Regions from separate parts of the Macaca mulatta genome. Here all the other regions are linked to region 2. The links are chromatin contacts, called in public Hi-C maps. All regions are on one chromosome and are shown on one strand. Each heading gives the region's core, a stretch centred on a gene start, on an enhancer-like site or on the middle of the called end of the contact. The rest is flanking DNA. Distances are from core to core; before and after follow the strand shown.

The links. A called contact is a pair of places that touch in the nucleus more often than the background predicts.
Region 1: a contact with region 2 is called in a Hi-C map of liver, with 4 times the contacts expected there. The contact joins the promoter of ZSCAN16 here to the promoter of ZSCAN31 in region 2. A contact is called at or near these places in 2 of 14 Hi-C or Micro-C datasets (blood and liver).
Region 3: a contact with region 2 is called in a Hi-C map of liver, with 2.8 times the contacts expected there. The contact joins the promoter of ZNF165 here to the promoter of ZSCAN31 in region 2. A contact is called at or near these places in 2 of 14 Hi-C or Micro-C datasets (fetal cortex germinal zone and liver).

Annotation. Positions count from the first base shown.
Region 1 is chr4:155,249,130-155,253,984 of T2T-MMU8v2.0, reverse strand. ZSCAN16 (zinc finger and SCAN domain containing 16) reads left to right here and starts at 2,157. Exons shown (of 4, transcript XM_015135772.3): 1 at 2,157-2,281; 2 at 3,011-3,405; 3 at 4,268-4,406. The coding sequence starts at 3,019. The region is part of intron 1 of LOC702796; the gene reads right to left.
Region 2 is chr4:154,988,356-154,992,678 of T2T-MMU8v2.0, reverse strand. ZSCAN31 (zinc finger and SCAN domain containing 31) reads right to left here and starts at 1,615. Exons shown (of 6, transcript XM_078000749.1): 1 at 1,209-1,615. All of the region lies in intron 1 of ZKSCAN3 (zinc finger with KRAB and SCAN domains 3), which reads left to right.
Region 3 is chr4:155,312,098-155,317,057 of T2T-MMU8v2.0, reverse strand. ZNF165 (zinc finger protein 165) reads left to right here and starts at 3,430. Exons shown (of 4, transcript XM_015135770.3): 1 at 3,430-4,960. It overlaps LOC106997866 (a long non-coding RNA gene), which reads right to left. Exons shown (of 4, transcript XR_001444146.3): 1 at 4,593-4,960; 2 at 1,732-1,971.

The DNA.
Region 1 (4,855 bases), core at 908-3,407, 260 kb before region 2:
ATTACAGTTAAACGTGGTTATCTCTTGTGGGCAGGGGCGGGGGTCACAAGGTGCAGGGTGGGGAGATCATGAGACTCATTGTCGGGGGTGGGGGGAATGTCACAAGGTCGATTGATTAGTTGGGGTGGGGCAGGAACAAATCACAATGGTGGAATGTCATCTTTTGTGGTTCTGCAGTTACTCCAGGTCATCTGGATGTATACTTGCTGGTCACAGGGGTTATGATGGCTTTGTATCATATTGTCAGAGGCCTGACAATAAATGCATGCAGGTTAAGTACTTTGTCTATTTTTCTATTGGCTTGTTCATATTTTTATTTTTTGGTAAGATAAAAGGTCTTTGTATATAAGGAAAATCAGCTGTGTCTTTTAGATGTGTGGCATATTTTACTTTTAATTTATATTTTATTTTTACTTTTTTCATTCAAATATTTTAATTTTACAAGACCAGTTTCATTTATCTTTTCCTCCATGGCCTTTTCAGTTTTATGTCTTTAGGGTTTTGCGTTATTCTTAAAAAGCCCCTTCCCAGTCCAGTTTTCCAACCTGTCTCCCTGCTTCTGCCCTTGCCCAACCCCTTCACATTCAAGTCTACTGTTAACATAGCAGCCAAAATAATAATTTCAATACCCAAGTTTAATCATGTTACTTCTCTACTCAGAAATCTCGAATGAGCCATGCTGTGTAGCTCACACCTGTAGTTCCAGCTAGTCAGGAGGCTGAGGCAAGAGGATCACTTGAGCCCAGGAGTTTCAGGCTGCAGTAAGCTATGATCACACCACTCACTGCACTCCAGTCTGGGTGACAGAATGAGACCCATCACTTAAAAAAAAAGGAAAAGGAAAGAAAAGAGAAAAGAAAATAAACTTTCAGTAGCTTAGCATTTTATCATTTTAGAGTAAAAATACCCTTGCACTCACCGAAGGTTCTCACTCTCTCTCCACCCAATGCTCTTTTGCTCACTCAGCTCCAGAAAAACAAGTATCCTTCCTTTGCCCAAATTACTTAAAACACACCTCACTCCAGGCTTTTGCATTTGTTATCCCTCTCCCTGAAACATCTTTATTCCTGATGGCCCATTCCCTCAGCTCCCTCAATCTTTGCTCAAATGTCAATTTACTAGTCAGGTCCTCCATGAATATCCTATTTAAACTGTATCACTTCATTCTCACCCCAAATTCCCTATTTCCTTTATTTTCTCCTTAGCACTAATATTCACCATCTATACACTATATTTTTTTTGGTTTATTGCCTGCCTTGCCACCACACACACACATACACACACACACACGATTATAAATTCCATGAAAGAAAGGGCATTGTTTTGCTCAAAATTAGTTCCAGCTTCCACAATAGTGCCTGGCATAGTAGGTAAGTCAATATTTGTGGAAGAAACGGGAAGAGGGAGGAAAAAACTAAGAGCATTTTTCAACCATCAGTTTAGCAAAGATCAAAATATTTTATAACACTGTGTTGACAAATATAGGTAAATAAGAATATTGCTAGTAGATTCTATGATTGGTGATTTGGCATTAACAAAAGTACAAATTTCCCTCTTCTATGCTGTAGTAACTCCCTTTCTAGAAATGCAGACTATGGATATATCCTTACACATGAAAAATGTGAGTTCACGGTAAGTTATTGCAGCAATGTTTGAAAAAGAAAAATTGGAAACAACCTCATGGCCACCAATGGGGGTACTTTATTAATATATTACGGCACATAATACACAGTTGAATACTGTGCAGTTGTTTAAAAAGACCAAGATCAAGGAAACAGTTATGTACAGTCTTTACCAAGATCACTTGGTAAAAAGAAAAATAAGAAAGTTACAGAAATGCTACTCTTTATGCAGAGGGGAAAAAGCGCAGACAATCTATAACGGTGTAATGTATCTATGGAAGGATATACAAGTCACGAAAAATACTGTCAAACTAGACGCTGGGGGACATTTACTTTTTTTAATAAATGTATGTGAATGCATTACTTATCCATATTACTTATTTAATAATTAAACCGGAAAACATTTTTAAAAAGTAGAAATAAGACTTGCTTGCAGGCCCCGCAATCCCATCAATACGAGGTGTAGAACCCGGGTCCTCCACTGCCTAGGGCTGAGGAGGCAAGCCCTAAAGCTGCCACAGAGGCGAAGCTTCCTAGAGCGGCCCGGAAGTGCCCGGCTGAAGCGGCCGGGCGCTGATTGGTGTCTTTTTGAGTCTAGTCTTTGTTCGGGGCTGTCCAAAGGACGCTAGCTATTGCACCTGTTCCTCCCCGCGCGTAAGGTGAGTGTCTCCCGGCTCCCAGGTGGAGAAAAGGGGACAAGGCGCAGCTGTGGTCAGCAGCAACACCCTCCCCACACCTCCCTGTCGCGGGCAGAGTGTAATACTCCTCTCCCTCCCTCCGTCCCCCAACAGATCTACGGGAGAGGAGTTGGCCCGACCTTCTGGGAGAGGACGGGTGGAAGGGGGACACTGGTTGCGGGTTCCTTTGCAGAGGCATCTGATTCCCTTCCAGGGCTGGCACACATATCCTATAACCAGTGAATCCTGGGGACACAAATGGCCCATGCATCTCATAGTAACAGAATGAAGAGCCTTTTAACAAAGCAGTTAATAATACTTGGTGTTTATTTAGTGCTTACTAGTGCCTGCTGCCATGCCAGAGACATTGCATACGTTCTCATGTAATCTATGTATCAACCCTGTAACACACATGAGAATTGTACATGAGGATCTGTAGTTCTAGTCCAAATAAATAACTTCCCAAGTTACACAATAGAGCACAGATTCAAACCATGTCCCTGCATCACTGTTTATTGTTTTGTGTTGTTGTTTTCAGCTTCCTATAAGACTGTTTTCTCTGATTGACTTCTGGTGGCTTGGCTTCATTATGATGTGTTTATGTTCACAGCAATTTTTGTAATTTCTCTATGGTAACAACTTTTTATGCCTTAGGAGTGTCTCTGAGGCAGGATTCTAAGAGATTCTCTTTGACTCAATCTCTCCTGACAGAGCCCAGAATGACCACAGCCCTGGAACCTGAGGAACGAAAAGGACTTCCGATAATTAAGGCAGAAGACCATTACTGGGGACAGGATTCCAGCTCACCAAAGTGCAGTCCTCACAGGAGGGAACTCTGTAGACAGCACTTCAGGAAGCTCTGCTATCAGGATGCACCTGGACCCCGTGAAGCTCTTACCCAGCTGTGGGAGCTCTGCCGTCAGTGGTTGAGGCCAGAATGCCACACCAAGGAGCAGATTTTAGACCTGCTGGTGCTAGAACAGTTCCTGAGCATTCTTCCTAAAGACCTGCAAGCATGGGTGCAGGCACACCATCCAGAGACTGGAGAGGAGGCAGTGACTGTGCTGGAGGATCTGGAGAGAGAGCTTGATGAACCTGGAAAGCAGGTGTGAAGGGGCAGTCATCTGGCTGTGAGTGATAAGGGCATATGGATGGAGCCAAAGCAAAAGGCATATGAAAAAACATCTCAAAATATTTATACTCTAAAGAACAAGGCATAGGAAAGGACCTGACTACCTATGTCAAATAATTAAAGTGTGGCTGGGTAAAGAGAAAAAGAGTCACTAGACTGATTCTATGCCTGTTTGGAAGGCTAAGATCAATGGGAAGTTACCAAAAGGCAATCAGGTATTAGAGGAAAAGAAATAATTTTCTGCCATTCATAGATACCCATAAATAAAATAGGCTACCCCATAAGAAACTCCCTTTCCATATAGGTATTCAAGCGGAGATTCAAGTAGATGTCAAGGATATTGCAGAATAGACCTGTCCAACAGAAATGTAATGAAAGCTGTATATGTATTTAAATTTTCTAGTAGCCACATTAAAAAAACAAAAACAGGTGAAATATATTTTTAACCCACGATATTTATCTCATTTGTACTAGCCATATTTTAAGTACTCAGTGACCACATTTTGCTAGTGACTACCATATCAGACAGAATGGTTATAGAAGAAATGCTCCCATTTGCTGGAAGTTGGGCTAGATGATTTTTAAGCTACCTTCCAAATCCCAGTGCTCTGATCCTGGACTTCTGCAGATCAATGAAAGAAGAGACACTGAATTTTACTCTCTAGCGTCCTCAATTGTAGAGATTAGCCTCTGTTCCTTTTCCTAGCCATTATTGCCATTTACAATGAAATGAGACTTTGTCCCCCCTTCCTATGTCCCTGGCAGATGTTTCATTTGATTATCTGAAGTTACTTAAGTTTCCATAAAGTTCACCTTACACACCTTATTTTCCCTAGGTCCCAGGCAATTCAGAGAGACAGGACATACTCATGGACAAGTTGGCCCCCTTGGGAAGGCCATATGAATCACTGACTGTCCAGCTCCATCCCAAGAAGACCCAACTGGAGCAGGAAGCTGGGAAACCACAAAGGAATGGTAAGCAGGAACAGCTCTAAGTATATGAGGGAAGAGGTGCTTCCTTAGGTGAGAGGAGAACTTTCTCCTTTTAAAGATTCCCTGCTTGTCCTCCACCTCACTGTGGATAATTTTCTCCTGTTATTACCCTTGCTCCATGATAGAGTTATATTTTAGTTTCTCACTGGACAAAAAAAGCTGTTATTTGGCCCAAGGGATGAGGATGGAGTTTATTTAATATCCTTATAATTCTGTTGTTATCTAATGATTCTAGTTCCAAATCTCCCTAAATTTCCATTTTGAGACAGGAGAACTTATGGCACCCTGTATTGGTCAGCGAGGCCTGCCATACAAAATATCATAGACTTATGGGTGGCTTAACAATAGAAATTTATTTTCTCACAGTTCTGGAGGCTGGAAGTCCAAGAAGAAGATGCTTACAGGGTTAGTTTCTAGTGAGGCTTCTCTCC
Region 2 (4,323 bases), core at 366-2,865:
GTTTGAAAGCCTTTAATATAATTTTTTCCTATATTTTGCCTGTACACTGGTATTTGGATCTAAAGACTAGATTAGATTTAGGGTCACTTATTTTGGTATTATTAGCTCATGTAGCAGTGCCCCAGATCTCTTGTGGCAACTTATTAGGAGGAAGTGTTTTCTGGTACTTTTCATTTGTAACAATCAATGGGTTCTCTCAGTTTCCTAATTTCCTTCTATTCCCTACCATCCTTTGAACTATAGAGAGTTGGCCTGAGGAATAGAGGTTCAGGATACAGATCTGGAATTGTTTTTCCCTTTGTAACCTCTACCAGCCTTACTTTTTTTTTTTGAGACGGTCTTGCTCTGTTGCCAGGCTGGAGTGCAATGGCACGATCTCGGCTCACTGCAACCTCTGCCTCCCAGGTTCAAGTGATTCTGCTGCCTCAGCCTCCCAAGTAGCTGGGACTACAGGCGCCTGCCACCACGCATGCCCAGCTAATTTTTGTATTTTTAGTGGAGACGGGGTTTCACCATGTTGGCCAGGATGGTCTCGATCTCTTGACCTTGTGATGCACCCACCTCGGCCTCGCAAAGTGTTGGGATTACAGGCGTGAGCCACTGCGCCCGGCCCAGCCTTACATTTTCTAGCCTCTCCATTCCACTGAGTAAAGACAGACTTACTGACATCTGAGTCCAGTCAAATAATTTTGCAGTCACTCACTTCTAGTTTAAAGTCTAGTCCCAGCTGGTTCACAGGAATCTCAGGTTTCCCTTCCCTCTTAGATCAGGCCCAGGTCTCATGGCTTCTGGGATAGGCTGTCTTTCAGAATATCTTACTTTTCCCTCCTAAAATATAGAAATCATCCATTACAAAGTAATGACTCTGAGGAAACCTGGTGGCTGGTGCTATTGTTTCTAGAGAATACCATACTGAGGAAGGAGTAGATTAGGAGGCAAGAAAATCAGTTTAATTTGGGGCATATTGAATTGGATTTGTTTGCAAGATTTCTGTATAGGACTATCTGGGAGGCAACTCAGGATAGGGATCAGGAGTCTACAGCCTAGAAATAGAAGTTAAAACCTTGCAAGTGATTAAACATAGTTCTGGGGAAGACTGTGGATAGAGAAAAGAAAAGGTCAAGAACAGAACCACCAGGCCTACTCTTATTTTAAAAAAAGAAAGATCAGTGAATTATACTGTTAGCCAATATGTATATGGTACTTACCACTGTCATGCCAAGTGTCAGGTTCCAGCCCATACTGAGGTCCGAGGGGAGTTGTTGGATAGGTGGCAGATAGTTGAAAAAACAGTTGGGGCTGTAGACAGGTAAAATATGATTTTAGTCAGCAGCAGCTGCTGCAGCTCTCACACTGTCTGCCTCTGTCTCGGGTGCCTCCTTTACCACAGCCCTTCTCAGCAACTGGCTCTGTGGCTTCTGCCGCTCCCACACTTACAGCTATACTCCTTGGCACACTTGTTAATTCCTGGCTCCCCTCTGTCGGTCTGCAAGACGGCCAGTTCTCTCTTCCAAGGTCAGCAGTTTTTCCCTCTCTCTCTGGGCATGAGTCCTATGTACAGTGTCAGCAGGGCAGTTATACCATTTACACACAATAGTGGCTGTGAGCCAAGTATGAGCTTACACAAACAGGTTATATAACAAGTGGAGTGGTGCGCCTGCGTTGGAGACTCGCTGAGTCACACTGGCCTGCATATCTGCCTCAGCCTGTTCTTGACCAAAGCACATCCATTTTTACCTTACACTCCACCCCCTTGGCCGAGGGAAACATAAGTTTTTAGGTACACAGGCCCAATATATAGGTTTGGCACGCAAGCCTGACATATACACTTTCAGCACCCAGGGCTGATACATACACACAGGCTTGACACGTAAGTCTGACACATAGGCTCTGGGCACACAGGCCCAGTGTATACATAGAGGATTGACACATAAGCTGTAGGCACTCGGGCCACAGTAGTAATACAGGGAGCAATAATTTCAGGTTATAGTAGGCAACCACCCCATGGTGATGTTACCCCGATGTTGCTTTATATATTAAGCCAGGTTTTTTGCTTACCTACCTTTAGGGGCATTGGGGCAGGCAACAACAGGTTACCGTTTGTCCCCATACCTGGTTAGAGGAAGTCATCCTTTCTCCTATAGGTCTGGCCACATGGCCTGGCCCTACATAGGTCAGTGACTAACCACTTCTGTAACTTCTAGGTAGTTAGCCACAAGGTTAAGCCTTGATAAACTGCCCAGCTATTGGTGCAGATTACCATAGGTGTCACCTTCTTGGTGATCATCATTTACATTGCCCTGAGTTTAGCTTATTAGCTACTTTGTCCACACCTGGTATCAAACCGTAGGGTGTCAGTACTAGGCTGGGCTTCAACAGCAGTCCAGGCAGCAGTAGCACCCTGGCTAGACCTATCTGTGTACCACGCCCTATTGGGAATGCAGGGATGCCCTTCCTTAAAAGATGAAGGCTCAGGGTCTAGGGGTGCCTCAGGTCCCATAGCCTTATCTTGCATTAGGATAGTAGGTACTAAGACTTCTTGTAATTGTGCTGCTAAGGGACTTGACTTAGCATACTTTGCTGTTCCGTGTAGGCTTAGGCACCCCACTTTGCAAAAGTGGATGTCTGTGCCATCCCAGTGTGCGGGTTGTTACCTATGAGCATACCTACCCTACTGTTGGGTAAGTCATGCGCACAACGACTGTAGCCCATCCTGCCAGGCTGTCATGAGTCTAAAGGGCAGCATATGCAGTTACTAACTCCTCTGTCGAGGAATACCGGAGCTCAGCTCCTTTTCAAAGTTGGGACGAAAAATCTACTGGCATTCTAAAGAGCTCTGTGCAATGCCGTAAGCCCCAGTCAAAAATATCTGTGGTCACATGCACATCAAGTTTAAATGGGTGCCCCTGATCAGCTACCCATAGGGCTTGTGCCTGCTGAATAGCCTGTTTGGCTGCCAGGAAGGTGGTTTCAGCCGCATCATCCCAATTCCAGGCAAGAGGCTGCATTGCTGCTTCTAAATCTGCAAGAGAATCAGAGGTTAATATAATAACATCATTAATAAGATCATGACATATGTTGGGGCTATGCATATATCCCTGCAGCAATACTGTGAAAGTCCATCATCACCCTCCCATGAAGGCAAAGTGTTCCTGGCTCTCTGGAGCAATGTCCATTAAGAGGAATGCATTGGCCAAGTCCACCACACAGTGGCACCATCCCAGTTCTGTTGTCAGGTGGTCTATCAAATCCATGATAGATGGCACAGCTGCCAAGCCGTGCAAAACATCCACCCCAGCCTGTCCTCAGGCATGGGAGAGACATACACAGTGCATAAGCGGGGAGCCAAGCGGCCGATGCCAAGGTCCGAAGGTACAGGTTTCACTTTCACTGACCAGCTTTCATAACTGTCAATAAATGCAGCTCTGCCCGGAAACTTATTCAGGTTTAGGGACCAGTAGATTGCCGAGTCCACATACAGCCTTTGGTTGTCCGTTGTCCCCCTAAGTCCGGCACCTTGGCCAGTTCCCAATCAAACAGGAAAGGCTTTACATTTCTGCCTGACTGCAGCAGGTAATCTTTGAGCTGGAACGCTCTGGCGGGACCGAGTCACCCAGCAATGTCCTTTTCACGAATGACTTGCACAAGTCTGTATACGACTGCCATCTACTGACAGTTTCTGGTATTTCACTGGCATCAGTCCACACTGTAATTAAAGAAGCCAGCTTTTCCATCTCAGAGGCGGAGCAGAAAATGGATCAGCTCCTTTGTCCCAGAGAGAGAGAATTCAGGAAGGGAGGGGCTCCCCCAGATGCTACTGGCACTGCTTACCTAACTCCCGCAACTCAGTGGGGGTACAAACACTATATGAAATGTGCTTCACTATGGTAGGGAGTCTCTAGGCCCACCCTTGGGGCCCAGTGGCTGTTCATGCTCTATTTTCTGGCAGACCACTGGGTGAGCCTCTAATGGAGGTTCTTCCTCCTCCCTGCGTTGCGTCCAGCAGAGACTGGGCATGCACTTCTTGCAGCACAGTCACAAATGCCCATCTGACTCTGTTGGCAAAGGCACACTCCTCAGTGCTGTGCACTTCCAGGTGCTTCAGCTCCTTCTCCACACTTGTGGAGGGCCTGTCCAGTGTCGCCCATGTTTCCACCAGAGCCCATCCTCGCACCACGGCTGCCACTGGGTGCCACAGCTCATGCTGTGGCTGCATAGCCGGCCCGGGAGCCTGGGAGCTGGAGACCCACTCACCTCATCCTGCCCACTATGCCAAATGTCAGGTTCAAGCCCCAGCTGAGGTCTGAGGGGAGTAGGTGGATG
Region 3 (4,960 bases), core at 2,181-4,680, 320 kb before region 2:
TCTGGAGTCAGCAGGACATCCTTGTGTTGGAGTTTTGGTTGACAGCTCCAGAAAGCCTGCTGAACACCAGGTGTTTGTCCCAAATGGCAGGTAGACAGAGGAAGAATGTGAATACTATGTGCTATTACAATTGCCTCTTTTCTCTATAATTTAATTACCCTATTGCAATTACTCCATTTTACCATTTTCTGAAGTAGTGCAACACTATTACTCTATCACTTCAATCAAATTGTAAGAAAAGTAATCACATGGCTTTGTTCCTCTTTTATCTTGAGAGAAAAACTAGAATGTAAAGCAGAGAAGAGAGTTTGGGGCTTGTCAGGTTATTTCTTGACAAGTTGAGATCGTTGTAATCACTTCTTTTTTTTTTTTTAAACTCTAAATTTTTTTCTATTTATTTATTTTTTTTTATTTTATTTACTTATTTATTTTTATCTTTTTTTTTTCTTATACTTTAAGTTCTAGAGTACATGTGCACAACGTGCAGGTTTGTTACATATGTATACATGAGCTATGTTGGTGTGCTGCACCCATTAACTTGTCATTTACTTTAGGTATATCTCCTAATGCTATCTCTCCCCTCTCCCCGCTCCCCACAATAGGACCCGGTGTGCAATGTTCCCCTTCCTGTGTCCAAGTGATCTCATTGTTCAATTCCCACCTATGAGTGAGAACATGCGGTGTTTGGTTTTCTGTTCCTGCGATAGTTTGCTGAGAATGATGGTTTCCAGCTGCATCCATGTCCCTACGAAGGACATGAACTCATCCTTTTTTGTGGCTGCAGAGTATTCCATGATGTATATGTGCCACATTTTCTTAATCCAGTCTGTCACTGATGGACATTTGGGGTGATTCCAAGTCTTTGTTATTATGAATAGTGCCATAATAAACATACGTGTGCATGTGTCTTTATAGCAGCATGAGTTATAATCCTTTGGGTATATACCCAGTGATGGGATGGCTGGCTCGAATGGTATTTCTAGTTCTAGATCCTTGAGGAATCGCCACACTGTTTTCCACAATGGTTGAACTAGTTTACAGTTCATTTCACTGTTAGCTTGAGTTGCCTTCTCCTTTGCTGTTATATCATTCCCACTGGCACCTGGAAATCCTTCCAAAATGTTTTCCTGGCCTGGGGCCATCACACAGCCCACCTGCATGGCCAACCTAACTGCTGAGTGTTTGGTCTTATGACCTTGAATAGCCATGTAGGAACTCTATGGTGGACTGAGCCACTACTGGGTAAAGACTGGATCTCTGTACAAACTTGGATAACCGGACAATACATATAAATAGGTACCCTAGATCCATCTAACACCACACATGCAAATGTGAGTGATTGAGATATGACATTGAACAACTATAGACAAAATTTAAGTTTTTCCCTAAACATGTCCCACAGGAGGCAACCATAAAAGTGAAAACTGCCCTGAAGAGCACCAGTTTCTGGCAATGGAGATCATACTGGCAAATGTGGGATGGCTTTCTTTAGCTCATCCCTACAGCAAGGATGCTCTCTTGAGTTGCAGAGATCTGTTAGGAACAACTTAATCACGCTAAAGACATTCAGGTAATGCCTAAGGTATTCTAGTACCTAGGTTTCCTCCCAACTGCCCAATGCCAATACACCATTATCCTTAAGGACACAGATTGATTTGTCACAAACAGTCTTGTAGGCCAGGAATATACTGAATTGCCCCAAATGGTACCCAGTGGCTCTGTGCTACTAACCTCCGGCCCAGGCTTCCCCTGGGGTGGCTTGGATGACTCCAGAATCTCTGACACCATTCCTGTATCCCTCAATGAGTCCATCTGGAGAAGTCAGTGGAGTAGGTCTGTTTTTTCTTGGTGGGATTACTTATTGACTATATTTGTGCCTCCAGTAGGTTCTTCTGATATCACGTAGAAGCTGGAAGCCCTTCAGAGATTCGTCTCCACAGCTTTGCATGATGCCAAACATGGTATGGAGGCCTTGAACATTGAAAAAGCATCAATGAAAAAAGTTGTCTACAAAACCAAATGGCCCTAGAGATGCTGACATCTGTGCAAGGGGGAACCTGCGCCCTTTTCAAAAGTGAACATTGTGTGCATATTCCAGACAAAGAAGCTGAAGTTAATCAATCCATCCTTCACTTATAAAAGCAATTACAGCTTACTGACCACATAGAGTATGCCAAGTGGTCTACACAAAGTCATGTTTTCCAGGATGGGGTCCTTGGTGGAAAGCTCTGCTAGCAAGCGTTTTGGAAAATGTGATTTTAGATCTTGTCATGTGCACTTGTATTTACTGTTAGCGTAGGTTTTGTTTGCTGTGTTTCATAAAGCCAGGGGAAAGAAATTGCCGACGATCCCACCCTTTCTGACCAGCTCAGGGAACATATAGGAAGAGATGGGCATGTGAAATTGTAAGAGCCAATCAGGAAAATGGATTGCAGGATCTCTGACTGGAAATCATAGAGCCTTGACTATTCTGTGACTGAAAATCAGAGTGCCTTGACCTCTCTTTGACCTAGCCAGCTGCAGCTTTTTCCCAGCATGCTTGAACCCAAACTTGGGTCTTGAACATTCTCAGGCACTGATAAAGGTATCTAAGTTGTCGCCAAAAACACTGAAAGAAACTAGCTCTGGCCCTGAGCCAAATTCTTTAAACCCTCATATAAACTCCATACCCTGACCCCCTCACTGCAGACATATCTAGGTAGAACACCCCTTTTCTCTCCTATCCATGGGGAGGATTTCTGCAACACGATGTAAGTTCCCTCAATAAATGCTTTAGACTGATCACCTTGGCACATAGTGCTTCTTTCTTTGGAATTCCAACCAGCCCCAACTAGGACAGTTTTGGGCACTCCCTTGTGTGAACTCCCCTGCCACCACTTTCGAGGGACAAAACAGTACATATCTAATGGAATCATCTTGTTAAAAAGCAAGGGAACAACAAATACAAAATTTGTGATAGTGTTTCCTCAGATGAGAGGTAGTACAGAGAGGGACTAGAAAAAGAGTAGTATTAAATCTAAGTTGTTGTCAATCTATAGTTCTTATAGATCAGGTAATGGATTAAAAAATGTTCACACTTTAAGGCCACGCATGGACCAATGACAGCCAGTGGTTATAATTAATACCATTTTGAATATCTGAGTTCCACTGGAGTAAGGCGATGAATCAAACAAGGCCTTAGAAGAAAAGTTGCATGGGAATGCAGGAAGGTTTTGCAGAGGAGGTGAAGTTTCAGTTGCATCCCTGTTGCGTGGGCTTCAATTTCACCGTCTGAGATTTAAATAGAGGCAGGAGTCACTCAGGCTAGAGTGCAGTGGTGCAATCACAGCTCACTATTGCAGCCACCACTTCCTGGGCTCAGGCGATCCTCCCGCCTCAGCTTCGTGAGTAGCTGGGAGTACAGGTGCACTCCACAACCCTCGATTATTTTTTTTTTTAAATTTTTGTAGAGACAAGGTCCCAGCTATGTTGCCCAGGCTGGTCTCGAACTCCTGAATTCAATTAATCCTCCCGTGTTTGCCTCGCAAAGTGGGGAATTAGAAAAGTGAGCCAACACGCCCGGCCCACTAGTGTTAAAAAATAAAAACAAAAGCAAGAATCTGACAGATAGAGCCAGGGTCTCTTCAAGGGTCTCTTCATAGCCCTTCTCAGGCTTGTACGCCTCATAAGAAAACTATCACATATGACTGCAAAACCCACCTTACACCAAAAATACTTCTGCAAGGACATCTGCCCAGCAACTGTTTGTCTAACCTCAGACTGGTGTCATCCTTGTTACCAATCTTTGTAGTCAAGGATAATGATTTTAAACAATCACATAAACCTCCTCATTCTTCCTTTAAAAACCTTTGTCTTCCCTTACCTCCCTGAATAGAAACATAGTTTACTCTGGCAAGTCTATTCTTTAATGCAATTTCCTATTCCCGAATAAATTTTTTTTTTTTTTTTTTTTTTTTTTTTTTTTTTTTTGGTGGAGTCTTGCTCTGACGCCTAGGCTGGAGTGCAGTGGCATGATCTTGGCTCACTGCAACCTTCACTTCCTGGGTTCAAGCGATACTCCTATCTCAGCCTCCCAAGTAGCTGGGACTACAGGCACTCGCCACCACACCCAGCTAATTTTTATATTTTTAGTAGAGACAGGGTTTCACCATGTTGGCCAGGCTGGCCTTGAACTCCTTGTTAAATACAGTGCGTTCTAAATTTCTCTTCAAAGAACCAGTATGTCAGTACCTTCAGTTCTTTGTTCTCCATTTTAAAGTTTAACTTCCTCATTTTCCTCATCTCCTTGCTTCTAGTTTCAGTAAACGACCTTTTCCGCCAGTTCTAATCAGTAGTTCACATCTGTTTCCCTGGTGACCTGCTCCGTCCTGAGTCACCCCTAGTCACCTGCTCTGTCGTGAGTCACCCCGGTGACCTGCTCTGACCTGAGTCACCTTTAGTCACCTGTTCCGTAACCGTCCTTCGCGCCGAAACTACTCACCTCACCACCCCGGCTCTTACCCCTGCTCTCTTTAAAATAGCCAATCGGAATTAACTTAGACTGTGCGGCCCAACCCTAGCCAGCACGGGAACGACACAGCACTAGGGACTACCTGCGTCAGGGATAAGAACTCCTTCCCTTCCTTTGATCAGGTGTGCTCTAGCCATTGCTCTATCCGTGAGACGCACCCTTCTATAGAAGTAAATTGCTTTGCTGAGAAAATTTGTGCTCGAGTGTAAATATTTTTTTTTTCCTTCTTCTTCTTTTTCTGAGTCTCACTCTGTCACCCAAGCTGGAGTGCAGCGGCGCGGTCTCGGCTCACTGCAAGCTCCGCCTCCCGGGTTCAAGCGAGTCTCCTGCCTCAGCCTCCCAAGCAGCTGTGACTACAGGGGCGTGCCACCACGCCCGGCAATTTTTTTTTTTTTTTTTTTTTTTTGTATTTTCAGTAGATACTGGGTGTCACCCTGCAAGCCAGGATAG